Regions from separate parts of the Mus musculus genome. Here all the other regions are linked to region 5. Evidence: chromatin contacts called from public HiChIP or PLAC-seq and promoter capture Hi-C data. All regions are on one chromosome and are shown on one strand. The core of a region is the stretch at or near the end of the contact, and the rest is flanking DNA. Distances in the headings are between cores, read along the strand shown. Region 1 holds the start of Hinfp (histone H4 transcription factor). Region 2 holds the start of Pcsk7 (proprotein convertase subtilisin/kexin type 7). Region 3 holds the start of Mcam (melanoma cell adhesion molecule). Region 4 holds the start of Hmbs (hydroxymethylbilane synthase). Region 5 holds the start of Atp5l (ATP synthase, H+ transporting, mitochondrial F0 complex, subunit G). Region 6 holds the start of Hyou1 (hypoxia up-regulated 1).

Region 1 (3,152 bases), core at 291-2,790, 620 kb after region 5:
GCCGCACATGGCATTTTTTTTTTTTTCGAGACAGGGTTTCTCTGTGTAGCCCTGGCTGTCCTGGAACTCACTTTATAGACCAGGCTGGCCTCGAACTCAGAAATCCGACTGCCTCTGCCCCTCGAGTGCTGGGATTAAAGGCATGCACTACCACGCCTGGCTTGAGCATGGCAATTTTAAATTCTGAATTTCCTTCACTGGATTGTGTGACTGTGACTGGTTTATAAAAACGAAGAAATAGGCGCAACTGGTCTTTCTCACTGGGTAGTGTAGACTGCACAGTAGTAAGCACAAATACAATATATCATAATAAGAAGAGTCAATTCTCAGGCAAAGGACCGTCTCCATTGAAAACACAAGAATGGCTAGTTACGTAATGGGAAGTGGGAAGGGGAGACTTTCAGGGGAAAACAAGTGGACACATGGGAAGTAAAAGGAGGCACAGTGTGGTGGGGAAACTGAAATTTGTGTCTGAGGTGCAGGAAATGAGGTCCAAGACGCAAGATAGGATTTGAGGTAGGCAGCACCCAGATGCTGGCGTTTGGAAATTCTCCATTTGGTTTGGGGCCATTGTACTGAAGGCAACAGAACGCCTTTGAATATTTTACACAGAATTCTGACTTGATCGAGTCTGGTTTTGTTAAAGATCACTTTGCTGGGCTCTGTGAAGGATGTCTTGTAGAGAAATTAAGCACTGGGGCATGTTAAATGAGTGTGGAGTTCTGGAATGGGTGTCATTCGTCGAACAGAATGGAAGTGAAGATAGAGGAATATGGATGATCACGTGTTAAAGAAAGTAGACTTCGGCCGGGCGTGGTGGTGCACGCCTTTAATCCCAGCACTTGGGAGGCAGAGGCAGGCAGATTTCTGAGTTCCAGGACAGCCAGGGCTACACAGAGAAACCCTGTCTCGAAAAAACCAAAAAAAAAAAAAAAAAAAGAAAAAAGAAAAAAAAAAAAAGTAGACTCCGGGGCTGGTGTGTGTGTGTCTGTTGGTAGAGCATTTGTCTAGCAAGCAGAAACCCTTGAATGAATCCCCCAGTATCCCTTAAACTTGGTGAGGTGGCGCACTTAGGCAGGTGGGTCTCTGTGAGTCCAAGGTCAACCTGGGGTACGGTACATAAAACAGAGAAGACTTAAGAAAATCAAAGATGAAGGTGGTGCCCCAGTGTAGGCGAACTACCTAGACAACTAACCGAACTACAAACACCGTGAGGAAGATGACAGACAAGGCCGGCCAAACTAGGCGCATGCCCAGTGGGTGGTCGGCGCGAGTTTGCGCAGTAGTGGGAATTCAAGCCTCAAAGCTTCCCGCCTGCGCACAGTCGGGAGCAGGCCCAACCCACTTTTGAAGGTGACGCGAACTTCAGCCACATCCGGTCGTCCCTCACTCTCCCCCTTGGGACTCGGAGCCCTCTCCGGGACGATTCCCGCCTCTTCCGTGTTTTGGTGCGCACGGGCTCTGACAGACGCAGCGGCCATTGGCTGTCGGTCGACTCGAGAGCGGCGATTGGCTGTCGCTGGTCGTCGCTCAAACGCCTCGGGGTAGATGGTGTGAGGTGGGTGGGGCGCTGGGCAAACCAGCGGCGCTGGCAGGTGAGTGGAGGCTTGCGGCTCCCGTACCTTGGCGGCTAAAGCGGCTCTCTCCGGAGCCTGCGGAAGGCCGGGCTTCCTGGAGCCGCTCGGTGTGGCGTCCGTGCCGGCCCTTAGCCTCCGCGCCCTCGGGCTAGGGGGTCTCTGCGGCTGGACTCCCTCGGCACCACGCTTGACGCCGGGGATCCCGGGAAGCTCTCCCGGATGGGCTACTTCCTCTGAGTTCTAGCTACCTATCCTCCGGCCTCAGCGCCCAGGCGAGGCTGCCCACCGGCCTTTTCGTGTCCCGATCTCCCTGGTCCTGCGCCTTGGATTGGTTGCGGGGTTCAGCCGTCAGATCCTGGTCTGTGAGTCCTTGTTTAGGACCTGGGCCTTTCTTCTGGATTGTGGCTCAGAGTTCATTGGTGCCTGGCGATAGAGTATATACTCTCCTGATAATTGTTGATGGGATGGTTTTGTACTTTGACTAGTGATGAAATGTCAGGTAAGGATCCTGGGGGGGTTGGATGCTTCTCCATCCCCTAATTAACACTCAGAAACAAGGCTAGATGTAGCAAACCCTTAGTGAGCCTCAGTAGTGCATTAGGCCCATATGGCTTAAGTAATTTAAGATCACAAAACTAAGGAGTTTCGTTTTATTTTCCTTCTCCATCCTTCTGACTTCCTCTTCAGACAGATACACCCTTAGACATAATGTGATGTCCGTGGTGGCTTTCTTTTTTGTGAGACCATCTTAACTTTGTGGCTCTGGCTGTCCTGAAATTCTCAAGAGATCCTGTCTCAAAGACTGGCAACGCCACCCTGTTCCCCACCACTTGATTAGTGGTGTGAGCATATGTGAGTGAATGGTGGTGGTGGGGTTCCTGGGGTCATATTCAGGTTGTCAGGCTAGTGTGACAAGAGCTGCTTTCCCCCACTGAGCCATCTCACTTCTGCAGAATTGTCCCTTTAATGTCCCTCCTAGAAATTTTGCATCAACCTTTCACTTTGTTCTCGTTCTTTTAAACTACATACTTATTATATACTTTTGTTTTGTTTTGTTTTTAGAGACAGGGTTTGTCTGTGTAGCCCTGGCTGTCCTGGAACTCACTTTGTAGACCAGGCTAGCCTTAAACTCAGAAATCCGCCTGCCTCTGCCTCCCGAGTGCTGGGATTAAAGGCGTGCACCACCACGCCCAGCTTATTATATTCTTAAAAATGTTTAGTAAAGTATAGACACTGGAGTGTAAACAGGGCTCCTTCAGTCAAATGGAATCTACATTTTAACGTTAAAGGAGTAGTGGGATCTAGTATTGTGTGGGCAAAGCAAAGACAAATTATGGTATTGAATGCCTGACGGAAAATTTAACGTAATCCAGTAAGGAGTAGAATGCTTCAGGGTCATGTAGGCTATATGAAATAAGAATATGAACTTTGGGCTCAGCTTCAGCTTATCTATAAATGAGGTTTAAATGATGCCTGCCTCATAGTGTTACTAATAACATGATGCAAATAAAATGCTTAATATGAGGCTAGAGGTGGCTCAGTAAAGTACTTGCTTCACAAACCTCGGGAGGCCCT
Region 2 (3,190 bases), core at 45-2,544, 990 kb before region 5:
GCCTGCTTCCGCTTCCAGAGTGCTGGGATAACAAAGGTGTGTGCCACCAACATCCGGCTTAAACAAGCTTTCTTTATATAATAAAGGTTGGCTGAGAACTCTTGCTTCCACCCCTTTACTGCTGTTATTATAGGTGTGGGCCACCATGTCCTTAAGTTCCATGGCATATTTCCTATTACATTCTTCCTGCCCCTGGGGCTGCTTCAATTTGGCCCAAGATACCCAGGTGTCTTCCCTAGTCTGCATATAAGTAAATCCAAAGTCTGGTTTGATAGCAGCCATCCACTCAGGCAGGCTCCTACAATCTCTGTAGGTTCCAACAGAGATTTCTGGAAGAGAAACCGAGTTTTGTTTTTGTTTTGTTTTGTTTGTTTGTTTGTTTTTTTCTCCCTGTGGTCCAGAGGCACAGCAGCACTTATTCTCAGACCTCTGAGCAAGAAATCTTAAGCACTTTCTGAAAATAGACTCCCATCACCCTCAACTAAGGTAGACGGGCACCTTTCCTGCTCAAGATTCTGCTCTTAAACCACCGTCCTTCAAGCCCCGCCTCCCCACTCACAGGAACCAGGGTCTGTACAGAGTGAGTTTTCTGATGCCCCCACTCCCACGCGGACTCAGCTGCTCCGTGCAATGTGCCTCTCTCTCCTTAGGACCGATGCTGTCCGGAACCTACGACCCGGAGACCCGGTCCCTCTGGGGTCGCCCACGCCAGGACCCAAGGTGCCCTCAGCGAAGGACCTCCTCCGCAGACGCCGACCAGCCCCGGTCCATGGTCCCCCGTATATCCGAGGTCCAGCCTCCACTACATTTCTTCCCGACTCACCCACAGCCTCTGTTGCTACTGTCGCTGCTGCTGCTGCCGCCGCAGCCCCCACCCTACGGAAACTCTCGGCTTCCCCGGAGCCGGAGGCGCCACTGACAGCGACATCACTTCCGCCCGGCGCCGCAGCCAATCAGCGGCTGGGCCTGCGGCCTCTTGACCAGCGGGCCGAGCTCCGGGCGCTCCGCCGACAGCTTCTGTCACAGGCCCGTGAGGGCTGTGGGAGTTCCGGCGCCTCGAATCCTCGTGTCCTCCGCCACAGGACCCCCTCCGCCACAGGGCCCTCGTCCTTCATGGCGTCCTCTGTAAGGACCATCCCGGTTCCGACCTCTAAACACCCCTCGCGGCTCTTCTCCGTCGGACTGCCATAGCCTTGACTCTTCCCCATAAACTCCTCAGAGAGGCTCTCGCCTCCATCCGGCCGCCGTCTCTCTGGCCCGCGTGTCCCTCGGGCTCCGCTTGGGTCTCAGGGCTGGTCCCCTCAGCGGCTCCGTTGTCCGGTCGCTGTCCGCGCCTGCCGCCAGAGGGCGCCGTCGGTGGCGGCCGCTCACCCCGCGGGTTCCGCTCCTCTCGCCGCCCCGGCCTCGCCCCCTTGCGCTCGCGCCGCCGGAAGTGGGAGGTGCCGCGCGCGGGCCAGCGCTCGACCCCTCCCCCAGGCTTGGCCGCCCCCTCCCCCGCTCCGCCCGCTCAGGTGCGTCCCTTCCCTCCCCCCCGCTTGGCTCCCCGGGGGCGCGGCGCGGGAGGTGTGTGCGGGGCGGCGCGCGCGGGTCGGGACGGCGGGACTAGGGGGGCGCGGCGGAGGAGGAGGGGGCGGCGGGGAGGGGGCGGCGGGGACAGGGGCGGGAGCCCGGCCTGGGAGTGGGACGGGAGCTGGCGGCCGGTGAGGACGGAGGGGAAGGGGTGGAGGTGGCGCTGGCCAGTGCCAAGGGCCAGCGTAGCGGCAGCTCCCTGTGAAGAGTGGCGGTGACCACCCGGCGCAGCTTCCCCCCATTGTCCCCTTCTGCGTCGCCGCCTGACTGGTGACCATCACTGCCTTGCGGGATTCCCTTGGGCACACTGGGCTCTTGAGCCAGATGTGCGACCCCACCCCCCATCCCTCTCGTTTGGGGCTCTAGCTGCGGAGTTTCACGTATGACCCTTGCCCTAAGGTTTTCGTTTACTGGGCATCGGTGACCCAGACCTTGTTCCCTGTTGGAGGCAATGATCTCGACCCTATTGTAGGCAGACTGATTGCATCCGAGATGCAATAATGGCGTTTCAGGGCCCATTTTCACCTAGGAGCTTTTTATTATGAGAGGAAACTGAGGCACTGAGCTGTGACTATTGATTCAGCCCGACTCGGTATCTGCTCTTGTGCATTCTTCTGGGTTCAGAGATATTCTATTCATGGGATGCTGTCAAAATAAAAGCAGGAATGGGAACTAATCCTACTTTTACCACCTAGTTTTTCTTGTTACCATAGAAGGCCGAGTTTATTTTGCAGCAAAAAAGATGCTCTTAAAAATAAAAATGTAAAAAACCGTCTTCTTGGGTTCCCTTACTTGAGTTACCATGTTTTTCAACATCTCCCTTTTCTCCTGGAGTAACTGAGTAGTAGCCTGTGACTCAATGGTAACTTGTTAGTGGGGCGTTGGCAGATACCAGACATTCCCATCTGTAGGAAAGGAATACTGTCAGGCTAAAAGACACCCCACAGAGATGGTCCGGGGTGACTTGTTCTTGGAAACACCTCACATAAACCCTATCACTTAAATTAATAGAGAATGCTTTGACTGCAACAGCCAAAAGGGATTTAAACATATTATTGAATCTTGGCCAAAAAGGTCAACTTTAATAAATGGAGGTAGGTATGTGGACCATTCAGAAAATTCTTATCAGATTATCGTCTGTTTGGAATGACTGCATTTCTGTCCAGAACAAAAGTAGTCTGCCTTATGTTTATGTGTATGACAGCGCCTGAGGGCAGTGCTGACTGGGACTTATGGCCGGAAGTGGCTCTTTTATTGCCCTCCTGCAGAATACTCTTTCTTAGGTGTTTGGAGGAACTGACACAGTGGGCATTATGCAGAGGAAAGCTTTCAGCTTTGTCACCTGTGTCCTTTGGTTTGTTTCTGAATGTCCAGAGTGCAGATGGCGGCCTCTGAGGTAGCTGGCCTTGGGGCCGGTACCCCGAGTCCTTCGGAATCTTCTGCTTTGTGTGCATCCAAGTCCGATGAATCTCTCCCAGATGGCCTAAGGTAACTTGCAGACTCTTGAGGAGAAAGCTTACTTGGGTAAGGGGCTTTTGGGATGGGCTTCTGAGCATCTCTTCTTTCCTCTTTGGAGGTCTAGTGACATTTCTGCAGATTAAGGGTTTTTTCCCTCCTTCAG
Region 3 (3,180 bases), core at 559-3,058, 790 kb after region 5:
GTCCGGTCCCCTCCCCTCTCCTGGTTCACTGCAGCTGTCCCACTTGAAGGGTCTGGGGAGGGCCTTACCCTCTCCTTACCCTCAACTTCACCAAGCCCACACCCCCAACCTGGGTCAGACCTCTCCCAGTGTAATACGGAGTGAAACACAGACAGAGTGACTGGGTATATCTTAGAAGAAGCTGGTGGAGAGACAGATAAGAGCAACATGGGCTCTGGGCCAAGATGAAGGCCCCTTTGCTCCTGGGCCCCTTCCTAGTCCTGGTGAGCTCAGACTAGGGGAATGTAAGGCATGTGCCAGGCTGGGGCACACAGGCCCCTTTGTGTGCCCCCCCTCCACGAAGACGTCACTATTCTACCCTCTGTCCCCCAAATCCTCTGGAAGACACAGTGAGCCAACTCTAGCCAGAGGCTATGATTTATGTTCCCACAGTAGCATGTCAAGAAACGCTGCAATACAATCTGAAGACCCCATCCAAGTCTAGAGGGGTCAGTCTCCGCCAAGGGTTAGGTCAAAAACCAGAGAGTGGGCAGGAGTGACGTCAGTGGTGCCAGCATGCTGCCAGCTCTTAGAAGAGGTGATGTCACTAAGCACAATCTGCCTGGACCCTGGGATGTCTGGACTGTGTGGCTTCCAGACTGGAGGGAAGGTGGGAATAGCCTTCTACCAACAGCAGGAACTTTGAATCCCTGCTTTCTAAGGGCCAGAAGAGCAGGGCAGAGCGAAACTGAGTTTTCTGTGCTGCGATTGCCTAGCTGGGTTTAGCCCTTTCCCCAGAAATAAGGTCAGTCTGGGAGGCACTAGACTGGAGTACCCCAGGGACGTGGCTGGCACTGGGCAAGAGGCCAGAGAAGTGGGTAATGCCCAGTCCTCCCCTTCCCCAGCCTGACCAGTGGCTGAGACGCGAGAAAGAGCCAAGAATAACACACGACACCGCTGCGTGTGCCCTACAAGGGAAGCCCGGACCCAGGAAAGCATGTCTACTCGATGGCTTAAAGGAAAGCTCCGAGGTGCCAGGCTCTCTCCACCTGACTCTAGTGGACCACAGAAGCTGTTACTGTTGTAGAACTTCTCCATCTGTTGTCTTTCCCCTGTAATCCCGTCAAACCCGGAGGCGCAAGGAGACCCACACCACCCGCTGCCCTTGCCAACGCCCAGCCCCAGCAGGAGCGGCCTCCTCCCTCGCTCACCTCCAAACTGGCGTGAGGCCCAGGCGGAGGGGGAGGGGTCGGCGGCCCCCTCCAGCTAGGGAAACTGCCTTTTCCAGCAACAGGCGGGCGCGGGATGCACGGGTTGGGGATGCGCCCCGGCTGCGCCTCTCTGCCGGGACTCCAGCACCCAGCATCCAGCACCCAGAGCGAACACCTGCGGGAGGCCGGGCCCAGCGTCCTGCAGAAGCTCGGCCCCACCCCTTCCCGCTCGCTGCTGCAGCAACCCGACTAGTCCGTTCCCAGAATACTCTAAAACCTAGGCTGCACACCCGCAAAGAAGTTGCACGCACGCGGGGCGCCTGGAAATCGGGGACTCTGGCAAGAAGGAGCGCCCACTGGGGTGCAGAGCCCCGACTCTACGTTGCTACCAGCTCTGATCTCCGGTACACTCAGGCGGCACAGTCCGGCTCCGTCGAAGACATCCCCAAACTCCCAACGCCTGGGCTCTGAGGGACGCGGGTCGGGCCCCCCACAGCCCCCTCAACATAAAGAACTCACCCGCGGCACGGCGACAGCAGCAGCAGGCAGCGAACAAGAAGACGCACACCAGTTTGGGCAGCCCCATGCTTCCCCGACGGAGGGCGCGAGCCAAGTGAGGAACTCGCCGCTGTCGGGGGCTGACGTCAGGGGGGCGGGGGAGGGGACCCCGGGCGCCGCCCGGCCCCGCCCCGCGTAGCCCCCCGCCCCCTCCCCGCGCCCTAGGGGGCGGGCCCCCGGCGCGCTGGCTGCGAGCTGCTGCTCCCCGATCCAGGCCTAGAGGCTAACTCCCGTTTTCTGGCTTGGAAAGGTTGAAGGAGCAATGACAGGTGTCCTGGGGCTCGAATGACTGGCCGAGGCGGCAGAAGCTGGCCCGGTCGCTGTAGACTCTTGGACGCAGTAGCAGCGCTCGCTCAGGTTTGTCCACTACTAGCGGGGACCCTCTAGCAGAGGAGCAACAGAGAGGTATCCCTGATAGAGGACTCTCAGTCAGGTTCCTCTACCCTGCTGTGGAGGCATGGAGCTGGCCCTGGTCGCCTTCTGGAATGACCGCTTCACTGCGGCGGCTGCCGGCTTGGCACTGTTCCAGAGTCTTCGCTGGCCTGGCAGCCTTGGAGGAAGAACTGTGCCAGGTCCCACAGACCTAGGGGTGCCTGCAAGGGGGCGGGAGAGTTGGAAACGGTGCCTTTTGGGTTATCTTTTCATATTCGAATTCTTGCAAGTCCCTCTTACCCTAGAGAAGGGAGGAAGGGGTCTGAATTCACAAGCCCATGGTCCACGCCCTGACCCAGATAATCCTTTTTGTCTTCTGGTCTCTGTCTCGGTTTCCCTCACCTCAATGAGGAAAAGTTAATACTAACGGATGTGGGAGTCTACAGCCTGTCTCCCAGAAACCTATTACTCTCTCTAATGCTTGAAAGCTGCCTTCCCTACCCACCCCTCAACTCTCTCACGGGGCAACGGCCTCAGGTTACTGAAAGCCTAAGTCTCCCACACAGAAAGGTGCCAGGAGCCCTAGCCTCCATCCTTTCTAATCCCAACTTCTCCCTGGGTCTTCTGGACTCTTAGATTCAAAAAGGCTCTAGCACCAGAGCTTCAGGAAGGGTTTCACCCTTGGCTGGGACTCTCACCAGGGAGGGGTCTGTCACCCCACAGGGAACAAACAGCCTTTCTGCCGCTGCTGGAGAGAGGGAGGAGGGTTGAGGCAGCAAACCCCAGAGATGGCCAGGTGACTTGAGAGGATGCTCTGGGCTGTGTTCTGATGACTCAGATGACTGGCAAATCACATCTACCTCATCACTCAAATCTCATTGACCCTCCTCCCTGGCCATTAGCCTCCAGACAGAGCCATGCCGACTGGCCTCAGGCTTGGGCTCTTGATGGGAGAGAGGAAGAGGGCCCTGCCTCCTCTGCCCTCCAGAGTGAACTGAGGAGCACTGGCCCCTGGCCCCTGGCCCAGAGCAAAATAGGAAGAAAAGCCTGTTCTCTGCAG
Region 4 (3,064 bases), core at 117-2,616, 580 kb after region 5:
CTCTGTTGTTCCCGGCCAGTAAAGGATTATACACAGACAAGATCCTTTTCACGAAGAAGGGGCTGAGGCAAATCCAGCTATCTCGGAATACGATCCACTTCATTCAGGGGAGAGCACACCCCACTTCTTAAAACTGTATACAAACATCTTGGAGGTTACACGCCTTCTCCCGTTCACCGTTATGAAGTCACCCAGCCTTAGCCACCCACAAAAGTCCTAGTAGAGACACACCTGAATTGCTATTGTGAGCGGGGGAACCCACCCCTGGGCCTTGTCATTTCTGGCCTGCCTGGAAAGTTCTGAACTTGTGGGCAGGCTGCCTGAGATAAGGCTGAGCTGGGAAGCCTGCTTATCTCCTGCCCAGGCAGTAAGCAGTAGTCTTGGCTATGAAAACATTTTTAGAGCACAGGGTTAGGGTAGGAAGGCCTGGATTTCAGCACCCACTTTCTGTCTGTTCATAGCTGTGAGATGTTTAGACAGTAATTTGACCACTCTGCATCTTTGCTTCTGTGACACGGGTGGAAGTACCTACCCTGTCTAACCTAGTAGGGTTGTTGCAAGGACAATATGCAGACACGGCTCAAATGCTGTTCTGGGTCAATTAATTAAAAAACAAATTGTTTGAACTTAGCAATTCCTTTCTATGGGCTCCCTGTTGTCCGAAATTTCTGTGTTATTTCAAGCCCAGCTAAATTGCAAAGGCTATCTCAGAGTCGTTTGTTGGAGGGATCTTCAGCAGTGGAGTAGACTGGAGTCCAAGAGCAAGTTTTCACCTTCAGTGACCAAGAACTTGAGTGTCTGGTTATAGAAGAACCTGTGAGATGAGGAACCTGGTGCAGGGAAGGGGGACAATCTGTACAGTGACTCCTGTCCCCTTTGTATCAGACTGCAGAACCCAGTTCTACCTGCTTGGCCCTAGACACCTTTATCCAAGGCGCCTTAACAAAAGAAAGAGGTGTGTCCTTTTGAGCTCTTGGCTCTGGCTTAAGACACCAGAGGAAGCCAGTAGGCAATGACTGTTAGGCAGTTTATTCTTGTAGTCTTCTGGGACTTCTTGAGGCATGAGGTGGCCTTTAATTTAACAAGCCCTTGATGGGATGATGTTCCCAAAGTCACCCAGCCAAGGGCATGAAAGGGCTGTACATTAGCTTGGTTGATTTCAGTCCTTGTTAGGAGTACATCCTGGTGGTACTAAGGGATGCTTAGTGACTCACCCAGGGCTTAGTGAGGCCTTCTCAAGTGCCTGAGTTGTTGTGGACAGTGAGCTTGTTCTCTAGCAATGGGAGGCTTCGGCTGTCCTGCCCCAGCTTCTGTAGGCCCCACCCTCCAGCAGGGCCCACCCTCACTGTGCCGAGGCTGATGGGCCTTATCATTTTGCCCACCTGGCTGTGTGCAGCCCTCCCACTCAGAACCTCCTTGGCCAGGCTGGGCTTTGGGGCTCAGTGTCCTGTTGCTGCTGCCACAACAGATCCTATTACAGCTTTTCCTCTGGTCTTGCTTCTCTGGATCCCGTAGGAGGGCAGAAGGTACCAAGGAAGATTCAAGGACCAGTCCTGGGAGTCTCTCCTTCCTAGCAGCCTCACCTGCCTAGGACCTGGGAGTCCTCTTTCCTAAGCCTGTGATCCTAGTTCTTTGAATGAGGAAAAGATCGTAACCTAGGGACTTTCTTCTGCAGGAAGAAAACGGCTCAAAGATGAGGGTGATTCGAGTGGGCACCCGTAAGAGCCAGGTGAGTACAGACATAGCGCGTTGTCTCAAGAATTGTAATGCTCACAGGGTCACTAGTGGGACCCAGAGACTCACAGGGTCACTAGTGGGACCCAAAGGCTAGCATTGAGCAAATAAGAGTGTGTGAGAGTCGATTTCATGGGGTACAGAAAAGAGAGTCTCTGGAGCAGGGAAATGATTGGGGTACAGAGAAGGGACTCTCAGGGCAGGCCTCATGTGAGAAGTCTAACCCCTTTCATTGCTTTCTTGGTCCATATGAGGGTCTGAGCCTGGGCCAGTGGCCAGGGGAGGTGAGAAACCATCTGACTCTCTTTCCCCAGCTGGCTCGCATACAGACCGACACTGTGGTGGCGATGCTGAAAGCCTTGTACCCTGGCATACAGTTTGAAATCAGTAAGTTTTCTTGAGAGGAGTGATTGGTAGTGAACGGGAAGCCAGTGAACCGGAGGACAGGGCATCTCTGGCTTTGCCTGTGGTCAAAGCCTGCCTTGTAAGACTATTCTGGCTGCTTGTGAAGGGAAAGAAAGATTGTCTCCTGTGCACATCTCCTCCAGCTGCCCGGGCTAGCCTGACATTTCATACTTTCTGCTTTGGGTTCTTTTATGAGTATGTCTGCTTTTTCTGTCGGTGTGTGTATCTGAGAGAGTAGGGGCTGGGTCTTCTATGCCTCAGACTCCACTGTGAATCCAGTCAAGGCCTGAACGAGGGGTGACTCAGTAGGTGTTAATGGGTATCTGATTGACTCTCTCCTCAGTTGCTATGTCCACCACGGGAGACAAGATTCTTGATACTGCACTCTCTAAGGTAACGCCAGTCCTTGTCCCCATTCTTCTTGTCCCTCTCCCACGTGTAAGGGGTTCACTCTGAGGCTCTCTCTTGCCTGGCAGATTGGAGAGAAGAGCCTGTTTACCAAGGAGCTAGAAAACGCCCTGGAAAAAAACGAGTGAGTGAGGATGGAGGAATGTGGTACCCCGAGCCTAGAACCCCAAAGTGGCTCCCCAATATTGGCAGGACTGTCGGGTTAGACTGTGGAGCTCACAGGCTTTCACAGAGGAGAGAGCCTTGCCTTGGAGTAGCCTAACTACCTGGGGAATCAGACTGTCTGGGGAAATGGGGTAGAGTAGTTGAGAAGAGACCAGGTCTTAGATCTTAAGATGCTATCTTCCTGAACGGTCAAGGATGCTGGGGTGGGTGGTGGAGGTAAGGTCACCTACTCAAAGCCTCTCTCTGTGTCCTCCCCATGTCGTCTCCAGAGTGGACCTGGTCGTTCACTCCCTGAAGGATGTGCCTACCATACTACCTCCTGGCTTTACTATTGGAGCCATCTGCAAGTAAG
Region 5 (3,353 bases), core at 243-2,742:
AGGAAGAGGTCCCACCATTCCCAAACAAACTCCTCTGCCTTCTTTGCTGTCTCCCTGTCCTGGACTCCTGAGCTCCACCTTCCTCTTGGGTTGTCTGACTTATATTCTCTTGCTTCCATATTTCTTCATTGCTGCAATCTGGTTTCTAAGGGTTTGAAACCTTTTCTAGTTAATGTCACAGATGTTCATACTCATAATTAGCTGGCCTGTCTTACCTCGGTCCAGACTGGCCTGTAACTTCCAATCTTCAGGCTCCTGTATGCTGGTATAATGTGGGTTTCAGGTTATCTTTCCTGCTTTAATTTGACTTCACTGTCTAAGGCAGCATGTCTCTCCCTCACTGATTCCTTGATCCCACTTCTAACTTTTCTAACCACCCCATGAATTTTACTTCAGGTTTTTTTTTGTTTTGTTTTAAAAGATGTATTTATTATTATATGTAAGTACACTGTCGCTGTCTTCAGACACACCAGAAGAGGGCATCAGATCTCATCACAGATGGTTGTGAGCCACCATGTGGTTGTTGGGATTTGAACTCCTAACCTAAGCGCAGTCAGTGCTCATAATGCTGAGCCATCTCTCCAGCCCCTCAGTTTTTCTTCTAAAGATTGGGCTTTTCCAGAACTTGTTCTCCTCATCAAATGTTACTTTCCTACATAGTTTTTGGGTTTCCTGGTTTGTTTTTGTTGTTTTCATTCATAATGTCAAAGTTACAGCCTTTGGAATTTGTATATTTTCTTATACACCAAGAATCTCTACGCCTTCCCAGATCAGCACCACGCTTAACCTTATGTTCCTTTGCGTATTTATCTTGCAACTGACTCCTTCTATGACTATTTAGGAATCTTGGTCTCTAAGGGGATAATGCCCAAAGCATGCTTCCACCAAATTACAAAATGCCTGGCACAGTGCAACACCCTCAACACACATGACTTTCTTCCTCTTGTCCGCACAGCTCCTACTGGCTTGTTTGAAAAACCGGATTGGATCCCAATTCTGATACTGGCTGCGGAGGAAAACGGAATTATAAAAAGTCAATTAAAGAAGTCGGTGAATGGGTGAGTCACATAATGTAACGCCTATGTGGCCCCTTAAAGCTCCTATTTGACCTCAGACCTGCTATGCCTTTAAAGCGAACGTATAGGCCCACAAGCATCTTATGAAGCCCTCCAGCCTCGTTTTCCATGTTTTCTGAAAAGCTATAAAACTGCCGCAAGCTAATGTGGCGATCAAGCCAAGAAAACCAATAACGCATGCGCATTTCCCCCACTTCACCGATCTTCCGGACCAACATGAATAGCTGTCCCAAGTAATGCCTGCTCCCTGAGGAATCTCAGGATTCTTCACGTGTTATCGCGCCTCATTTTTTTTTATATCTAGGTTTTTACTTGGAGTGAACAAAGTAAACTGACTAATGAGATGCCACAAACAGGGAATCAATACCTATATGTTTTGAACAGGCACAGAGAGGGGCAGCCTGACCTTGGAAATGGGGAAGGGGTCCTGCCGCGGGTCCTTCCGGGGGTGACATTCAGCCGGCGGTTCGGGGAGACGTACCTTCCACCTTAGACCATGGCCAAGTTCATCCGTAACTTCGCGGAGAAGGCACCGTCGATGGTAGCCGGTGAGCGCAGCCCGGGAGAGGCTCGCGAGGGGAGGGATTGTGCTGCGGCACCAAGGGGCCGTGGGCGTCGGGAGGGCTTCCAGGAGGCCACTGTAAGGCCGCAGCCTCGCCTGGCCTGCCCGCGGCTGCTTAGAGCTCACAAGCTGCAGGGTCCTAGCTCGGCCGGGGAGCGAGTGGGTCGTGTAACTCTGCCCGGCCTCACTCCGCCGCGAACGCCGTGATGCCCCCTTACCGTGCCGGGAGAGTTGGGAAGGGAGGTCGGTAACAGGGGAGAGAGAGGTCACACATCAGACCTCATAGCTGGTCTGCGTCTCAGCGAAGTATTTGAAAGCCATCAGAAATTTTAAAGACGGGTGAGAGATCTTTGAAAGTTATGTTTGCTTACCATCCTGGTTAGAGCCTAGAGAATTCTGCGTCCGATGAAGGGAATTTGGAACGTAGGGGTGAATATCCCCTCCCCAGTCAGCACAGAAAGCGACGCCTGTCAGCAGTCGTCTTCAGAACCTTGGCTTGGCATTCGTGAGGTTGTTTTGTTTGAAAATTCTGATAGACCGCGGTCTCTCAGATAAACACTGAGTAGTTATAAGCCTGAGCAGTATGTTCAATCGATACAGTTCTCTTCTGAGTAGAAAATTACTGTATTTTTGAAGCAGGAGATTAAGTTTACAATTTCTTCTTTTCTGTATTGTATTAAGTGGTTGAAGGTCCTATTTCCAAATGTTCAAATTTGGTTATGAAATGTGAATTGAAGGTGGATTTTTTTTCAAAGATTTATTTATTTTACTTATGTGAGTACACTAGCTGTTTTCAGACACACCAGAGAAGGCCATTGGATCCCATTACAGATGGTTGTGAGTCACCATGTGGTTGCTGGGAATTGAACTCAGCACCTCTGGAAGAGCAGCCAGTGCTCTTATCCGCTGAGCCATCTCTCCAGCCCTCTGAGGTGGAATTTTAAAAACTTGTAATTTTGAGCTTTCCAACCTGTTTGCATATTTAGTAATTCTTTTTTTTCTCCCCTTCATCACCAGCTAGTGAGCTATTTAAACCCTTAAAGTGCCAGCCAGAGTCTATAAATACTGGATTCCTTCCTATGGAACCTGAGGCTGCCAATAGCTGTTTTCCAAAGAATTTCCTTAGTAAAAAATCATTAGGTGATCTGAAGCAACGTACTACAATTTTTACACCAATACAACCAAAAGGCTTTGACGTTTGGACTTTGATGGTTTGAGGTGCTATTTTTAATATTTCGTAGAGAGTATTTTTCCGGCCGTATGACTTTTGCATCTTTTAGGTAGCTTGTATTCAGAAATTTAAAACTGATTTTATTGATGAAATCCAAAATGAAAGACATTATCAAGGTAAACTTTGGTCAAGAAACAACATAAAACCTTTCCACTGTTGTAACTGTAAGATAACTTGTTCTGCCAGAAGTACTGAGACCTGAGGGCTCTGAGGGAACAGAAGGTTACGTAGACTGTGCTCTGCAGCATAGGCTGGGGCTTTTTTTTTTTTAAGATTTATTTATTTATGTATGTGAGTACACTATAGCTGTCTCCAGACACACCAGAAGAGGGCGTCAGATCCTATTACGGATGGTTGTGAGCCACCATGTGATTGCTGGGGATTGAACTCAGGACCTTTGGAAGAGCAGCCATCTCTCCAGCCCAGGCTGGTGTATTAAGTGTGAATGTTAAAGTATTTGATACTGACTACTGACTAGATCTTT
Region 6 (3,378 bases), core at 773-3,272, 540 kb after region 5:
GAGGGGAGGAGGAGGAGGTGAGGTCCAGGAAGGCAAACACCAAGCCCAATAACCACGGACACATGCGCCAACAAGGGGCTTCCTTCCCACTCTGGACACTCACGGACTGATCTGGAAGCGCACAGTCTGCCTCTGTGGGTCAACAATTAGCTCATGTTCTGGGAAACGGGACCGGTAAAGGGCCACATGAGGGTTATCCGCCTGTTTTCCAAGGAGGTGCTGGAAATAACGGAGCGTAGCCTTTGGGTTCTTGATGGCCTGAAAGGAGGAGACCCAGCCAATTCTTAGGCCCAAACCTACCTTACCTTGCCTCTACTTCATCCAGCTAGATAAAAGGCTAGCCTCTGAGGGAACGAATCTGGCTAGGGCTGTTACTCACCATGCCGGCTGCACTATCACCTAAAAACCTTTCATTTTCTTTCAAGGTCACAGTCACTGGAGTTTTCCTCCGAGATTCCCTAAGAAAAAGCAGCATTAGCCCAGCTGCCTGCAGCAGACTATGAAGCCAGACGCCACCAGATCTCATACGGGGGCTCAGCCATCACAGTCTGAAGTGGGCACTATAAATTATAAACACACCCCTGACCCAGATCTACTCTTACTTGTTCAATACAATCTCCATGGGCACTCCAGGCTTGACAATGGCCACCTTCATGGATTCACTGCCCAGGTCTACAGACATCACAGCCAATGTGTCTGAAGGGAAGACAGAATGTAGGTTTCTCTGTCAGTTCTCTGCTTCCCACACCCTCCTGCCTTCCTAAGGCAAATCAATGGAAGCAGCCTGCTTTCCATGGCAAAGACAAAGAAAAAGGCTAGATCCAGCAACCCCAAACTCGAGTAGGCACCTTGTGCCCTCTTATCCTTCCATTCTTCTTTAACACCTTAGCCAGGTACATACCGCTCAGTGCCAACAGGTCTGCCAAGAGGACAGCCACCAAGGCCCAACAGAGTAGCCTCCTTGGCCTCTGCCTTCTTACTGTGGCTGCCATTGTGACCCTAATGGGAAAGGAAAAACACTTGTAACTGGATGCTGAATGAAGAAGGAAACAGAACCACATCCCAGAACAGACAAGCTCAAAGATTCTTATCTGTTGCACTTTGGCAAAAAAGCACAGCAGCTCGACCTCTTCTCTTCCTTCCTGAGGAGTTTCAATCATTTTAAACATCCTCCCAAGTGTCTCACATTCGGGCCGAAGCAAAAGGGCCCTCCACCACTTACTTAGACAAATAAGAGTTGACCTTTTTTCGGTCTACGTACAGGTAAGCAATCGGCACACCACAGCACTGTACCTGTCAGACACCTGGAGCTTGGCCAGGACCCTCGAAATCGGCTCAAATACCTCACACCTGGGGTTCCCGGGTGGCCGGGAAAGCCAGGTTGAGCTTGGGCAGGAACTGGAAGGTGATGACGTTGGGGATGGCTGGCACAGAAGGGTTTGTCCCCTTCTCTGAATTCCCTGAGCATTGTCCAGCCCACCCTCCTTGCCCATCCCACTCCTGGGCCACGCTGCCTACGCAGACGTTGTGCAGGCTAAGGTTACAAGCCGGGTGGATGTTCACCTAAACCTCACCTGACGAAGGTGGAAGATCCCACTCCCAGAAATGGATTCAGGCCCACCCTGAGCGCGAGGGGGCAGCTCAGCGCCTGAACTTCAGGACCGAAGGGACCGGTGTCCGTGCGGCCCTCGCTCCGGCTACCGGCCCGCCCCCGAAGCTAGCACGCTGCCTCCCCTAGGAGCCGCGGCCCGACGGCTGCTCCATCCTCACCCCCGCTCCCTCTGGCCTTCAGCTCCTGTGTCCTTCGCTCCGGGATCAAGGCGGCGAGGACGTACCCACACGGCCAGCAGCACGACCCCAACCCCGGGCCCTTCACAACTCCCCTTCGTTTGCAAACTGTTACAGTGGCCACCAACCTCTCAGCGGCGTCTCGCGCACCAGCCGGCCCCGGACGCGGCGCACGCTCATTGGCGCCCCTGCCGCTCGGCCCTGCGCCGCGCACTTAGCACCGCCCACGAGACCCGGCGCGAGACCCCATTGGTCCACGTAGAAGACCCGCCCCTCTGCGGCCCCGCCCCTCGAGGACGCAGCTGGGCCTGAGTACCGGTTGGGACGAAACTGCCAGAGCTGGCTGCGGATTGGGCCACGTCACGGTTCGCGGCCGGGTTACTCCTCGCGGGACTTCTGCCAGCATCGGTGCCGGACGCTTCGATGCGGAACCCTAGCGGAACCCCGCGTGGGAGCAGGTGCTCTCGTGGATTGCGAAGTCCTTGGCCTTCTTCCGGTTACCTGGGGCATCCGCGCGACGGAATCATACTGAGCTGCATTCGCTGCGGCGACGCGGAAGAGGCGCATGCGTGTGCCCTGGACTTGGGCAAGATAACAGGGGACCACTCCAACTTTATGGGTTCATTGAAAAACCTAAGCCACAAGAATGATGTTCGCTGATGGGCCGGAGATAAACCGTGTTTGTGACGGATTGGCTTTAACTCTGAACCCCAATAGTACGAGAGACGATATTGCAAACTAAAAAATAAGACTTTAATTGGCTTGACCTTTGGTACCGTCATTGTTTCTTCTTAGGAATGGTTCAGGGCTGGGAAAATAGCTCAGAGATACAGCTCTTGTCTGGCGTAGTTAAGGCTCTGGATTCCATCAACAACACCGTTCAAAAATTAAGAAAAGAAATGAGTATTCGGGCTGGTGAAATGGCTCAGTGGGTAAGAGCACTGACTGCTCTTCCAAAGGTACGGAGTTCAATTCCCAGCAATCACATGGTGGGTGGCTCACAACCACCCATAATGAGATATGATGCCCTCCCTCTTCTAGTGTGTCTAAAGACAGTGTACTTACATATAATAATAAATAAATCTTTTTTTAAAAAATGAGTATTCATGTGATGTAAAGATTAGGAACGGACTGGTGGTGGTGGCCTTAATCTTAGCACTTGGGAGGCAGAGGCAAGCAGATCTCTACCTGCTTGAGGCCATCCTGGTCTACGGAGCAAGTTCCACAACAAACAACCAAGGCTACCCAGAGAAACTCTGTCTCAAAAACGAAACCAACCAAACACACACACTGCTACCCAGAGAAAAGATTTATAAATAAAAGTAAGTCCCCTGACACAACCTCCCACTCTTATCTGTAGCATGATATGTAACTTCCTGCTCATTATGATACACATATCTCTTTCTAGAAAAGTAACATTTTTCGAACAATAACAAAAAAAGCAATTATTTGCTATTTTTCAACTAAGAATTTTCTGTGTCAGTGGGATTTCCCTCGTTACTACTGTACAACATTGTGTACAACAGTGCATAATGTGGGCTTTATCTGCCAGTGATAGATGTGTAAGTTGTCGATTCTGTTGAGTTTCGC

The links. Promoter capture Hi-C pulls out the DNA fragments that hold promoters and counts their contacts. HiChIP or PLAC-seq counts read pairs in DNA pulled down with a chosen protein or histone mark. Capture Hi-C pulls out chosen DNA fragments and counts their contacts.
Region 1: a contact with region 5 is called in an H3K4me3 HiChIP or PLAC-seq map of bone marrow-derived macrophages, with 4 times the contacts expected there. The contact joins the promoter of Hinfp here to the promoter of Atp5l in region 5. A contact is called at or near these places in 1 of 39 promoter capture datasets (erythroid cells), 2 of 115 datasets of contacts at active chromatin or transcription factors (bone marrow-derived macrophages and embryonic stem cells) and 2 of 9 other capture datasets (adipose tissue and liver).
Region 2: a contact with region 5 is called in a promoter capture Hi-C map of liver, with 4 times the contacts expected there. The contact joins the promoter of Pcsk7 here to the promoter of Atp5l in region 5. A contact is called at or near these places in 10 of 39 promoter capture datasets (the 3T3-L1 cell line, 3T3-L1-derived adipocytes, the C10 cell line and 7 more), 2 of 484 Hi-C or Micro-C datasets (cortical neurons and embryonic stem cells), 4 of 115 datasets of contacts at active chromatin or transcription factors (astrocytes, extraembryonic endoderm stem cells, large pre-B cells and 1 more) and 1 of 9 other capture datasets (pancreatic islet).
Region 3: a contact with region 5 is called in a promoter capture Hi-C map of embryonic stem cells. The contact joins the promoter of Mcam here to the promoter of Atp5l in region 5. A contact is called at or near these places in 1 of 39 promoter capture datasets (embryonic stem cells), 1 of 115 datasets of contacts at active chromatin or transcription factors (bone marrow-derived macrophages) and 2 of 9 other capture datasets (adipose tissue and liver).
Region 4: a promoter capture Hi-C map of erythroid cells shows a contact between it and region 5, with 5 times the contacts expected there. The contact joins the promoter of Hmbs here to the promoter of Atp5l in region 5. A contact is called at or near these places in 1 of 39 promoter capture datasets (erythroid cells) and 2 of 9 other capture datasets (liver and pancreatic islet).
Region 6: a contact with region 5 is called in a promoter capture Hi-C map of liver. The contact joins the promoter of Hyou1 here to the promoter of Atp5l in region 5. A contact is called at or near these places in 1 of 39 promoter capture datasets (pre-B cells), 1 of 484 Hi-C or Micro-C datasets (cardiomyocytes), 1 of 115 datasets of contacts at active chromatin or transcription factors (astrocytes) and 2 of 9 other capture datasets (liver and pancreatic islet).

What each region holds. Positions count from the first base shown.
Region 1 is chr9:44,304,059-44,307,210 of GRCm38.p6, reverse strand. It overlaps Hinfp (histone H4 transcription factor), which reads left to right and starts at 1,540. Exons shown (of 10, transcript NM_172162.3): 1 at 1,540-1,595.
Region 2 is chr9:45,904,673-45,907,862 of GRCm38.p6, reverse strand. Pcsk7 (proprotein convertase subtilisin/kexin type 7) reads right to left here and starts at 1,294. Exons shown (of 17, transcript NM_008794.2): 1 at 824-1,294. Rnf214 (ring finger protein 214) reads left to right here and starts at 952. Exons shown (of 14, transcript NM_178709.5): 1 at 952-1,511; 2 at 2,944-3,057. The coding sequence starts at 2,951.
Region 3 is chr9:44,133,286-44,136,465 of GRCm38.p6, reverse strand. It overlaps Mcam (melanoma cell adhesion molecule), which reads right to left and starts at 1,808. Exons shown (of 16, transcript NM_023061.2): 1 at 1,710-1,808. The coding sequence starts at 1,776. It overlaps Gm10687 (predicted gene 10687), which reads left to right and starts at 1,981. Exons shown (of 2, transcript NR_152189.1): 1 at 1,981-2,105.
Region 4 is chr9:44,340,683-44,343,746 of GRCm38.p6, reverse strand. Hmbs (hydroxymethylbilane synthase) reads left to right here and starts at 1,366. Exons shown (of 14, transcript NM_001110251.1): 1 at 1,366-1,526; 2 at 1,676-1,729; 3 at 2,049-2,121; 4 at 2,483-2,532; 5 at 2,616-2,671; 6 at 2,982-3,059. The coding sequence starts at 1,694.
Region 5 is chr9:44,918,881-44,922,233 of GRCm38.p6, reverse strand. Atp5l (ATP synthase, H+ transporting, mitochondrial F0 complex, subunit G) reads left to right here and starts at 1,492. Exons shown (of 3, transcript NM_013795.5): 1 at 1,492-1,624. The coding sequence starts at 1,573. Gm30934 (a long non-coding RNA gene) reads right to left here and starts at 1,507. Exons shown (of 2, transcript XR_379340.4): 1 at 1,117-1,507; 2 at 1-1,006.
Region 6 is chr9:44,378,134-44,381,511 of GRCm38.p6, reverse strand. Hyou1 (hypoxia up-regulated 1) reads right to left here and starts at 2,022. Exons shown (of 26, transcript NM_021395.4): 1 at 1,917-2,022; 2 at 902-999; 3 at 603-696; 4 at 380-458; 5 at 104-258. The coding sequence starts at 992.